2 separate regions of the Sus scrofa genome follow, and region 1 is linked to region 2. The links are chromatin contacts, called in public HiChIP or PLAC-seq maps. All regions are on one chromosome and are shown on one strand. Each heading gives the region's core, a stretch centred on a gene start, on an enhancer-like site or on the middle of the called end of the contact. The rest is flanking DNA. Distances are from core to core; before and after follow the strand shown. Region 1 has its middle 26 kb from the start of LUM. Region 2 has its middle 110 kb from the start of DCN.

Evidence for each region. HiChIP or PLAC-seq counts read pairs in DNA pulled down with a chosen protein or histone mark.
Region 1: an H3K27ac HiChIP or PLAC-seq map of skeletal muscle shows a contact between it and region 2. The contact joins two enhancer-like sites. A contact is called at or near these places in 1 of 47 Hi-C or Micro-C datasets (embryonic fibroblasts) and 1 of 2 datasets of contacts at active chromatin or transcription factors (skeletal muscle).

Annotation. Positions count from the first base shown.
Region 1 is chr5:91,719,667-91,726,309 of Sscrofa11.1, reverse strand. No RefSeq gene overlaps it. Among named protein-coding and RNA genes, the nearest start is that of LUM, 26 kb to the left of the region's middle. Within about 2 kb of position 4,794, at least 28 of the 83 cell types and tissues checked have an H3K27ac peak or open chromatin away from gene starts, as enhancers often do. A contact at or near this core is called in skeletal muscle, where this site is marked.
Region 2 is chr5:91,563,313-91,569,859 of Sscrofa11.1, reverse strand. No RefSeq gene overlaps it. Among named protein-coding and RNA genes, the nearest start is that of DCN, 110 kb to the left of the region's middle. Within about 2 kb of position 4,744, at least 17 of the 83 cell types and tissues checked have an H3K27ac peak or open chromatin away from gene starts, as enhancers often do. A contact at or near this core is called in skeletal muscle, where this site is marked.

The DNA of each region.
Region 1 (6,643 bases), core at 3,545-6,044, 160 kb before region 2:
GCAGACTCCATCTCTGACCTTGCTCCGTGGGTTAAGGATCTGTGTTGCCGTGAGTTGTGGCGTAGGTCGCAGATGCAGCTCTGATCTGGCATTGCTGTGGCTGTGGCATAGGCCAGTAGCTATAGCTCCAATTTGACCCCTAGCTGGGAACTTCCATATGCTGTGGGTGTGGCCCTAAAAAGCAAAAAAAAAAAAAAAAAAGGAAAAAAAAAAGTGCATCATTTCTGTGGCTCTACCAAGATACACAAAACAAAAGCCTTTATAAGACGTTATAATGATGGATTGCCTGTGTATTTGCAAACTAACATTGTTACATACGATGTATCATTTTCATCCAGTTTTGTATATGACTTTAAATATGTGTACTGTAAATGTTTTCTCTCAGTCTATAGCTTCTTTTAGAGTTAGAGTGTTTAATTGGATAAAATCAAACTCTTCAACTTTTTCTGTTATGATTAGTGTTTTTGTAGCTTATCTAGGAAATTTTTGCTTACCTCAGGTTCACAAAGTCTTCCTCCTATGCTTTCTTCTTGAAATTTTATAGTATTGGTTTTACATTATATTTATGAGCCCTTTTGAGTTAATTTTCACATAGAGTATAAGGTAATGGTCAATATGCAGTATTTTTCATACCAATACCCAGTTATTGCAATTCGAATTGCCTTGTCACTGTTGTTGAAAATCATTTGTATATGTTGGGGCTCCTTTCTGGGCTCATCTATCTTTTGCTCAGTTGGTCTTTATATTCATCCCTTTGTTAATGCCACACTGTAGCTTCACAAAACTTTGTAGAAGTGTAAATCCTCAATTTTTTTTCTTGGAAAAAAAGCTTGTGTCTGTTTAGCTGTTTGCATTTTCATGTAAACTTTGTCTATTTCTATATAAAGTTTTATTAGAATAATGAATGAAATTGTGATGAATCTATAGGTCAATTATATTACAATATCAAATCTTCAAATGATGTATATTGTATGTCTCCATTGCCAAAGTCTTCTTCAATTTCTATTTTAATTGTTTTTATATGTATGTCTTACATCTCTCCTGTTAAATCTATTCATATGTTTTCAAACATGTATTTTGTTCTTTTAAAGTAAACAGAATTTTTAAAAATCCAGGTTTTTGCTGCTAGTGAACAAACCTGATTCCTATATTTTAACCTTGCATTCTGTGATCTTCCTAAATTCACTTATTAATTTTAGTAGGTATCTTTTATTGTTATCCTAGTAGTTTCTATGGACATGGCCACATCATCTTCAAATTGAGATAGTTTTACATCTTCCTTCTAATCTTCATGCATGTCATTTATTTTTCTTGTCTGTTGCATTATCTAGTACCTTCCATACAATGGTTACTAGAAATGGTAAGATGAGTCATTCTTACTTTTTGATAATCTTAGGGGAAAAGGCCCACCTCCTAATATCATACTTGGAGGATAGGGTTTCAACATAATTTTGAAATGTCACCAACATTCAGTCCATAACAGGGAAGGAGATTGAGGGAGTAAGCCAGTGAAGGGATAGAGGAGACACCAGTAAGAATATGAAGCAGGAAAAGAGATCTTGTTCTCCTCCAATTCTGTTAGCATTACAACTCCTTGTCCCTGAGCTAAGAATTAAGCCTATGTTTATTTTTTTTAACTTTTAATTTTTTTTGTATTGAAGCATAGTTGATTTATAATGCTGGACCAATTTCTGCTGTACAGCAGAGTGACTTAGTCATATATGTGTGTTTGTGTGTGTGTGTGTGTGTGTGTCTTGTTATATCTCAAGAGACTGGATGTAGTTCCCTGTGGTATAAGACCTCATTGCTTATCCATTTGAAATGTAATAGTTTACATCTACTCTCCGCAAACTCCCAGTCCATCTCCCTCCCTTCTCCCTCCCCCTTGGCAACTGCAGGTCTGTTCTCCATGTCTGTGAGTCTGCTTCTGTTTTGTAAATAGGTTCATTTGTGCCATATTTTAGATTCCACATCTAAGTGATATCACATGGTATTTTTCCTTCTCTTTCTGACTCATTTCACTTAGCATGAGACTCTCTAGTTTTATCCATCCATTTTTATGACTGAGTAGTATTCCATTGTACATATGTACCACATCTTCTTAATCCCTTCCTCTATTGATGAATGTTTAGGTTATGTCCATGTCTTGGCTCTTGTGAATAGTGCTGTTATGAATATGGGGATGAAGATATCTTTTTGAATTATAGTTTTGTCTGGATATATTCCCAGGAGTGGGATTGCTGGATCATATGGTAGTTTCATATGTAGTTTTCTGAAGAACCTGCCTACTATTTTCCATAGTGGTTATACCAATTTACATTCCCACCAACAGTGTAGGTCTATGTTTTTTTTCATTTTTCTATCAAAGCCTTTTAAATTACTTATTCCTTGTCTCTTTTTCTTATTAGAATATACACTAGTTCCATTACTTGTTGTAAAACAACCATGCAGTTGTATCAGTGAATATTTTTGTCAACCAAAAGCTGTCATAGTCATGCAAAGAAGCGTTGTTGTTATTGTTATTAATGCTACTGAACAAAACTCCAGAGAGTGGCTATAAACTGATGGATATTAACTAAAATTATTATGGCGGAGTTCCCGTCATGGTGCAGTGGAAACAAATCTGACTAGGAACCATGAGGTCGCAAGTTTGATCCCTGGCCTTGCTCAATGTGATAAGTATCCGGCGTTGCCATGAGCTGTGGTGTAGCTCGCAGAGGTGGCTTGGATCTGGTGTCGCTGTGGCTCTGGCGTAGGCTGGCAGCTATAGCTCTGATGAGACCCCTAGCCTGGGAACCTCCATATGCTGTGAGTGTAGCCCTAAAAAAGCAAATACAAACAAACAAACAAACAAACATTATTGTGGTAATCATTTCACAAATATATACCTTTTCTAAACATCAAATCATTGTGTTGTTTACAGCATTATGTTGTCCCTTGGTATCTGCAAAGCACTAGTTCTAGGACCTACAGATACCAAAATCCATGGGTGCTCAAGTCCTAGTTAGTCCTCTGAAACTGTGGTGCTGCACCCCTGGACTCAATCAACTGCAGTCATGTAGTACCATATGTGTTTATTGAAAAAAATCCACGACCTGCACAGTTCAGACTAGTATTGTTCAAGGGTCAACTGTACGCCTTAAGTTTATATAATGTTATATGTCAAATTACATCTCAAAGAAACTCTGGAAAAAATTCATGTTTGCCCATGTGAAAAAATAAGCCAATGCAACTTCAAGTCAGTTTGCTATTTGTAGAATGAAAAAGGACCAAGGTCAAGGAGTTCCAGCAACCTATGAGATGACTGTTTACATTATTACCTGATTTCCAACTTTTGCCCCCTAGGACCTGAGGCATCCTCTCTCAGAAAGGAGTTTAAAGAGGACCCTACATATCTGAGAAAATGTAGGCTTTGTGGATGTGACAGCCACTTTTGCACCCAGGCTAAAATGTAGGGCCCACTGCTGAGTAGTTGAATTTCTACACTATCCTTCCCTTTCAGAATCTATGAACTCTGTCATCACTCGTCTTAGGTAAATAGATTTCTAGTATATTTGTCAATGAGAGTTGCTAAAGCTAGGAAGAAATAACCAAGGGAAAAAAAAAATCCATCTATCAGTCCAGATGGTATGAAAAGGATGTTAATCAAAATAGCATTCAGGAACATCTGGTCTCATAAGCTTTGTTTATCATTTCCTAGGCCTCAGAAAAAGCTTTGTGAGTTGTAGGTGGCCTGGTATTTCTCACAGTGTTCCAGATGTTTCTCCTGAAGTCAAGGACAGACACAGGAAATTTGTTTAACATTATAATTTTTAATCATGAACAGGACGTGATACTTTTGACTTTCATTTCCTCTCAGCACCTTCTCAGATGTTATATTTTTATTCATTTTTAAAGGTTATTAAAATAATATCTCACCTTCACATCCCACTGTTACTGACTGCAGGAAATAAAATACATATTTTTTTTGTTTTTATTTTCTCCAAACCTGGCATAGTTTCTCTCACTTTCTGAGTCCTCCATAAATATGTGAATTAAATAAATATAGGGATGAGTGATCAAATTAATTAAAATTTTACATTTCTCTCTTATGTGAGCATAGTAAGATTACAATAAGATACCCCCAAATGCATACCCACACATAACTGGTTTTGTGAAAAGATGAGAAAAAGTAAATTATTCCAAGAGAAATGTTTCATATTGTCACCTTCCAGTGCCAGGTCAAGTGACCTCATGGATTCTTCATCAACTAGTGATCAATATAAGCAATAGCAGCATTGTCTATGCTAGGATTCCATGAAATAATGATCTCAGCTGTGAAATTTATATGTGTTTCCATGGTTTTCTAGTTAAATATGCTGGTACAGTGCCTGAGGCCCCCTGAGACTCCTGCAGTTTCAGGAATATGCTTTCTTTATGGCACAGGACTGTTTATTCATAACTGTCAAACCACCAGCAAGTTATCAACCCACATTCAAGCAGGCACCAAGCTATATTTTTGTTAATGTGAGCTCTTAAGGGAAACAGAAACTAGACTGTGTTTTTATATAATTTTAAGCTCATGAGAGAAAACACAAGGATGTTTTCAAAACAATAAAATTCTTTCTCCTTAAGAGTTTTTCTTTTTTTTTTTTTCCTTTCTTTTCTTTCTTTTTTTTTTTTGTGGTGTTGTTTAAGCAAGGACTGTTTTGGAAATACTGACAGGATCTTAGCAAAGGCATCCAGCGGGAAACATATAATATGTTTATTTATCTTAGAAACCACAAGAACATTGCAAAAGGCCAGAATTGGCCCTGTAAAATGTGTTACTAACATGTACAGTATGACTGCTCAGTCTGGATAAAGTTAAGGCATTTCGGCCCTGATAAAGAAGAGCAATCGATATTCTGGCATCTCCCAAATTTATGCCTATAGCCCACCCCTCTCCCCTGAAGTTCAGACTCCTAGATCCAAAGCCTCTTTTATACCTCCACATGGGAATAGGCATCTTGAAAGAATGAACACTTCCAAAACCAGATTTTGATTTCAGCCTCCCTCCACCCCAGCCTCTCAGTGTTTCCCATCTCAGTCAATGGTGACTTCATCCTCCCAGCAGTTCAGGCCAAAATTCCTGGAGCCGTCTCTGTCTCTATTCTTTCTCTCTCACAACCCATTTGAGCTTCCTAGTCCTCTGTAGCTTCAGAACACTTCCATATTGTAACCGCGTCTCACCACCGTCTCTGCTGCTGTCTGGGTCAAAACCATCATCCTCATCCCTTGCTTATTGCAGTCGTGTCCTCAATATCCCACCCTGGGTCCCTCCCTGTCCCTCGGGAGTCTGTGCAACCTGAGGTTGCCTTTCACAGGCAGTGCAATCAAGTCATTCTCTTGCCGAAAACACTTAAATAGTGTCCAGTCTTGCCGGGGAGGGAAGGGGTGAAAATGGTCTTTAACATTGCCTTAAAAGTCCGGCAGAATTTAGGTTCCCATTACTTCTCTGACCTCAAGCCACATGTTGCCTCTCCTCGTTCATTTTACCTCTGCACGTTTGACCTCTCTGCTGTTCCTGGAGCCTGCCGTGCATCTTCCTAAACTTGGGCTCCCTTTGGGGGCTTTCTTCCTTCTGTCCTTTCTATCTCTGCTCAAATGTTACTTTCTCAGAAGGTCTTTTTTCAGACCATCCCTTATAAAATGACGAGTCCCATTGTCTCATGTTCCGATTCCTTGAGCCTTCTTTTCTTTCCTCCCTTTCATCTGTCATCCCTCAAAGGCCTCTTCCCACAGCAATGTCTGCTACATGAGGGTAAGATATTGTTCATTGCTCTATCTCAGCCACGAGGACAGTGTCAGACCCACAGGAGGTCTTTAATAAATATGTGTTGAATGAATGAAGTGATATGTGCTTCCTAACACAAATGTCGGGCCTGGATAGAAGGGCTGATTATTTTGATATTCACATATATTTTAAAATCGATTAGTATTTCTGTGCTTGTCTGTGGAGGCCTGGAAGCATTGACTTAGCCCTCATTGATTGTCCCTGTTGGAATAAGGAGCTTGGTGTTTTGACTATCAGTGGCCAACTAGTGGCTGGGAATCATGTTCTCAGGGGATGTCTCATCCAGGCTTTCTCTGGCTGTCTTGCACTGGGTGGGGACACAAGGACTTTGTCTTACTTCAGAATTATTTAATTCCACTTGAAGGTTGTTTTACATCCCTGGATGTTTATAGTTGATTGTAATAAGTTTGGTGTTTTCCCTGTCTTGGTTTTTCTGTGTTTTCCACTGTTATACTTTGTAGTGTGAAACTGACAGTCTGTCGTGGACCTGTGACTTGAAATAACTGTGACAGATGGTGCACTAAGGATACATAAACAAAACCCCTGAAAGAAACTCTTCAGCAATAAATGTGAGAATTAAAAAATGAGCAGCAAAGTCAGAAATGAAATATCAGCTCAGCAACCTATGTAACACCTGTGCGAGCAGTAGCAGAATCTGAAGGGCAGTGAAGTCTTGGAAAGAGTTAACAGTGTGGATTTCGGAGCAGTCCTGGAACAGGCTTTGCTAGAACTTTGGATGAATGAGAAACTGTTGTATATACATTTGGGGTTTACATAAGGGATCAGACATCTCTTTGTTTGCCTGGAAGTTAAGGCAATGAGATCCTG
Region 2 (6,547 bases), core at 3,495-5,994:
TGAGGACAGAGCCCAAGGATGACACCTGATGAGAAAGGACTTAGAGGAACCCGACTAAAGATTGATCAAAAAAAGCCTTTGTCAGTAAGAGCTTCAACTCTACTCATACTTCTCCTAGACTCTCCTGGCCTTCCCATGTCTGGCTTCACATTTCCTAAAGACCCTTTCTCTTTCATCTCTGCCAACAAAATTCTAAGGCTTTTCTGTTTTCCCTTCTTTCTTCAGGTCCTGGTAGATGACTGAGCATCTGAGAAATGAATCTGAGTTACAAAAGTAATGTTTAATAGTAGTTTTCATCTCATTCCTTGCAGATATGTTGGTTAGACTAAGTAACGTTTATATAGGGATTACAGGACCAGAAAGCAGATAACTTCAATTTTAGGGTATTTTTTTTAGCTGCATGTACTCCTTGGAAAGAAGATCAGTTCTATGTGATAGGCAAAGCACTATAATTTTTAAACATCTAATTGGACTTGGTCCATATCCAAGCTGCCATTAGTCAATGTTCTCAAATGTATTTTAGAGTTTATCAGAGGAAGGGAGGAGAAATTATCCAAACAAAAATAACCACATGAATCATTACTGATTATGATGTATCTCATGAAAGAAATCTTTGAGATGTGCAGAAAAGTAGGCCAGAGGTACAATCAATGACAATCGCATTAAGGACAAAAGGAAAAATGATCAAGCATTGAACGTAATTTAAAAAGTAATAATTTTAGTAGAATATACACTTAGAAGTAGCTTGTGTCTTTCATAATAGCCAGCATATGAGATATCATACAATGGTTCTTCTATTTGCTTAAGACATTTTTGAAGCATTCCTGAGAATCTTCATCAGGACCATGTTATAACTCATACAAGAAAACTATTCCCATAAGGTCAGAGTCATTGCCTGCATCTTTGCCCATTTTCACATTGCATCTGGATCTTTATTTCTAAAAGCAAACAAATAAAAATTCTTCTTGTTGAAAGTTATCTGAGAGAATATAAGTGAAGGGATCACTGTGGCATTTTGGAAGCCCAAGTTACAATGAACATAGTTTTAAATTTGCGTTGCTTCGAAGACCAAATTTCCTGACTTCTTACTAGTAGTGCTTTCTATTGGCATTTGTTTTCCAAAGCAAGAAAGAAAATAAAGCTTGATTCATAATTTCGTTGGAATAAACAGGATAACATATTCCCTTTGTGATTTCTTTGGACGTGAAAAGGAAATGCTCTGCAAAAGATGATCTTGGAAAAATATATTAATATGCTCGCCGTTGTCAAAGCAGCAAGTTGTGTAGTACACTAAATTTATGGCAATTTTAAAAAGTCATTTTCAAAATGGAATTTATAGTATGTTTCTCTCCCAGGATGAAAAAGATGGAATCCCTATATAAGCATGTCCAATTTAGTATAATTTGGGGATCATGTTGCATATCTATTGTTAAGTATTAACATAATATTTTTGTATTCTTTCCTCCTAGTGTGAACCAAAAATGCTTGATATGAAAATATTTTCCCTTACAAGAGGAGGATTGACCCCAAAAAGACAAAAAAAAAAAAAAAAGAGGAGGATTGATCTTGTAACCACATATTTAAATGATTCTATTTCTCTGGCATGGATTTTTTAATTAAAATTCCCTGATTAGAAAGTATATATTACAAGGTCAAATAAGACTATATCATTAAAAAGTTTATTTAAGAAAACTTCCGGAGTTCCCATTGTGGCTGAGTGGTTAACGAATCCAGCTAGGAACCATGACGTTGCTGGTTTGATCCCTGGCCTCACTCAGTGGGTTAAGGATCCGGAGTTGCCATGAGCTGTGTGTAGGTCGCAGACGCAGCTCGGATCTGGCATTACTGTGGCTCTGGCATAGGCTGATGGCTACAGCTCTGATTAGACCCCTAGCCTGGGAACCTCCATATGCCGTGGATGCGGCCCTAGAAAAGACAAAAAAAAAAAAAAAAGAAGAAGAAGAAAAGAAAACTTCCTTTAAACATTCACACTAAATGACTTGCTTCCTTGTATTTTTCAGTTAAGTGCTCTTTGATAATTGTTTTTGGACCAACCAAGGAGAAAGAGAATAGTCACTAGGTTTTGAACAAAACTGCTGTCTCTGCCTTCCATCTACAAACACAAAGTTTATAAAAACATTAAGTTCTGACATGTTTAAAATAGTTTATATTCTTTGAAAGAGAAAAATGTGTGTATATAATTGGTAGGAATAAAAAAATGTACACACCATCTTTTCAAGGATTTGGAGAAGTCACATGGGTAAGGCAGTAGGTTTTGGAATACAGACCTGGTATTAGATCAACCCTTTCCCACTAACCAGCTCTGTGACTTAGAGTAAGTTACTTAAACTCTCTGAGCCTTGTTTCTCAAATTATCAAATGAAGATGATAGCACCTTAAGCTTCTCATTATAAAATAATAACATAATACACGAAAAAGTGCACACTAGAGTATTGTGCCTAATACATTGTAAGTAATTAAGAAAATATTGGCTGCTTAATATGTATTACATGAGTCAAGTCCACTTAAGAACTGATTTCAAGACCTCCCAAGGGAGGGAGAAATATGTTATTCTGCACCTCCATTTCTACTTTAATAAAAAATAGACATACTAAGAGCCATCTGGAAGAGATATTATAAAGGCCAAATATTTCTACTATAGGATCCATTCACTCAATAGAAACCAGTTTAGGTACGGTTATTCCATGCAAAGGAGATTGCATTTTGTTTGGATTTGTTTTCTTTCTGGATAAAAACTGCATTTTGTTTGGAAGCCAATAAAGGATTTCAGCAGTAAACTGGCACGATATGCTTAAAATAATTATTTGGCTGCCATATGTAGAAATTTTTGAAGGAGAGCAAGATTAGAAATAAGAAGATCACTTAGGAAGTTATCCCAATGACTGAGGCAAATATAGTGGTAGTCCCAGGAAGGGACTTGGACTCCACAGATGGAGCAGACAGAATGTATTGATAATTAGATATCAGGAAAAGGAAAGCATGAACACTCTAGGATAATTCTTGATTTTTAGCTTGATCATTGTAATAGATGGCAGTGCAATTTCATAAAATGGTGATGACAGAGAGAGAAGCAGGTTGAAGAAGAAATGAACCAAGCATTCTCAGTTGGCCATGTTAAGGCTGAGAGGCTTACTAAGTATCAAAAGGGAGATGTCCAGGAGGCAGATGAACGTACAGGTATAACATTAAGGAGAGAGGACAATTTAGTAATAAAAATATGAGTCATCTGTGGATCATTGGCATATGTTACTTAATTAGATGAGTTTAACAAGTAAGAATAGAAGCAGGAAGAGAAGTCCAAACATTCCCACATTTCTTTTTCTTTTTAGTGCACCTGTGGCATATGGAAGTCCCGGAGCTAGAGGTTGAATTGTAGCTGCAGCTGCCAGCCTACGCCACAGCCATAGCAATGCAGGAGCCACATCTGCGACCTACACCACAGTCACAGCAACACTAAATCCAAACCGTGTCTGTGACCTACACCACAGCTCATGGCAATGCCGATCCTTCACCACTGAGCAAGGCCGGGACCGAACACTCATCCTCTTGGATACTTGTTAGGTTCTTAACTGGCTGGACACAATGGGAACTCCAAAACATTCCCACATTTAAAGGCTGAATAGACAAGAACAAGCTAGCAAAGGAAAGTGAGAGGAAAACAGAATAGCATGTAGTGTCAGAGAAACCTAGAAAGGAAAATGATTCTCAAAAGAGATAATGTATGACAGTGTCAAGTGCTGCTGAAAGAGCAATATATGAGATAGCCCATGTGAAAGCATCTAGAGCACTTCCTGACACATAGTAGGTACTTAATAAATGCTATTCCTTCCGCTCCCAGTTTCCTTCCAAGAGGTAGAAAGGCACAGTGGCTACAAGGGTAGGCCTAGGAACTAATCTGCCTCAGTTCAAATCTTTCCTCTGCCATCCTATAGCTGTATAACCTAACACAAGTCATTTGACCTCTCAGTAGTTTGGTCCTATATTTTAAAGCAAGGGCAATGACAGTGCCTACTTCATAGAGACACAGCTAATACATTGCTACTATCGATCAATAAAGTTAATTACTATTTTCTTTCCTATTTACTTTTTTCCATGTTATATATTTTCAAAAATTATCCAGTAAGAAATATGAATTACTTTTTATTTCCACAATGAATACTTGGCTGAGGGACAATAATTAATTCTACTTTCATAACCAGTGAGACAATGAACAAAGCCCACCTTTTCTTCTCACACTGTGCACATATCTTCTGCCTTTAAAGAAGAATTTTTATTGATTGGGGTCCTGACTATGTGTGGGCCCAGTAAAAGGAGCAAACAGGGTTGGCAGGGCACCCAGAGACTAAAAACTGTGGGAGGTTGTTTCCACCCACAAGACCAAAAGGACAAGAGGAAGAAACAGTGTTGCCAGAGGTCATGAAGAGTTGGAATTGCAAGAGTGGTTTCCCCCTGGGGAAGAAAAATACAATTATTACCAGGGACCAGGTGCTGATATAAGGAGGGAGAAGGGGCAAAATGTACAACTTTCTCTTTTCACCTTCATATCTTAATACACGGGGACCCATGGGGTGATTCTAAGCAGAAGCCAGCTGGCAAGGGAGCCCAGGTGAGGTGGTCTTCAGAAATTGTCCCAGAAGGGGTACAGAAGCATGGGGCATAGACTAAGGCAAAGAGAGAACAACCTAGCATACTCTGCTATTCTCTAGTGTGGGTTCCCAGCCAAGTCCCAGTAAATGATACTCAAATAAAAGTGATCCACCCTGTCTCAATATCCTCCTCCCATGCTGGTAGCCAAAACCATCAGCTTCTAAGTAGCATTTCACGTCAACCAGGTTTTCACAACAGTCAAACCATATGGGTTCTCCTTAACACTTTGCTTCTAATTTTAAGAACTACGAACACACACACACACACACACACACACATGCACACATCAGTTGAAAGACTGCTTGTAAGTTATAAAAATGAAAAACTTATCTAAACTTTTCTGAAATATAAGCCAAAAATTTTGTTTGTTTCAAAGATTTGGACAGAATTCCTTGACTTGACTACATCCCACAAGAATGCCTTCATTCCTGGTTTGAACTGGAAACTTCTAAACAGTTGACACCAAGGATTTTAAAAAATAAACAGATGGGCATGTCTCCATGACTTCATTTTGTGTCGAGAATATAAATATTCAGAGAGATAAATGACAATGTCTGTATTTTTCAATGTTTGTAAATAAAAGAATCTGCCAATGTTATTTTATCCATCCATCCATTGACTGCTTGTTGATACTCGTTTATGGCTGTGGTAGGAAATTCCTTAATCATTACTCATTTGAGCTAATTTAGAGTTTTTTTTAATATAAAGGAAAGAAAATTAAAAAAAAAAAAAAAACAGGCTCAGAGGTCAAGATACCTTAAAATGTGGGATTAGTGAAATTTGTCATAATCATGACAAGATAAATGAAAAATCCTTTTCAATGAAATAACTTTTCTTTATAAAGACACCCCCCCTTTTTTTTTCATTTTACAGGCAAAAAAAAAAAAAAAAAAAAAAAAGTATTTGGCATAAAAGTACTGGATTTTAGCCAGAGGAGAGTTTGTTCAGAACTTTGTCCCTCCTTTAATCTGGGCAAGTTCAAGCTACAGTAAAATTATAGTTTTCAGTATCCCTTGTATTGCTAACAAGTTCTTGTTGAGAAGGAACCTCAGAAGATGGTGACTCAACACTTAAATTTGAGACAAGGCAGCATAAAAATCTTTGCTGTGTAAGTAATATCAGAAAAGCAGTTTGCTACCTTTCTTGGTATCACATTTGAGATGAACAGACCTTAACCCATAGATCCAAAATTCACCATCCTCCCAGTTAAAGACACCTTACAAAATAATGGAAACTATTCACTTTCACATGATAAGCTGGTATGCACTACACTGACATTTTCAAACAAGGTTAATCCTTACACAGTTCTTTTGTTTGAATGGACACTCTACTGTCCTGTAATAGATGGTAACTCTAAATTTTATTTTGCCAAACATAATCAGAAAGAAGTTCTTCATGACAAATCAATAAGTAGTTATTACAGATTCATTGTACAGTGGGTACAAAGGCATGTAGTCAAATTAACAAATGCAAATAATTTGTTAATGTGTTCCTTTTCCCTATTTCTTAGGGGGGATTTTTGGTTGTTGTTGTTCAAGAGTAGTTTGTCCAAATTATTTTTTCTGCAGTGTAATTTGATTAAAGCCTATCTTTAGGAGAAGTATTATGATTTCCAGTTGGACCTCTGCTCATGTCAAAGATGTATAATAAATAGCTCATGCCCTTTTGTACCTAACATTTTCCCTGTCAAGAGTAGAGCCGTATAGAAGATAAAAGTAATGAAGGAAAGAATGCTGTGATGACAGCCAACAGTTGCCATAAGTATTCGTAGAGTAATGGGAGCCCAAATATTCAGCGAGTGTCAAGGTTTGAGCTGATACACAGCAAGATTTTGGATTGGCATATGCACATTGTGTCATATGGAATGACTGGCCAATGG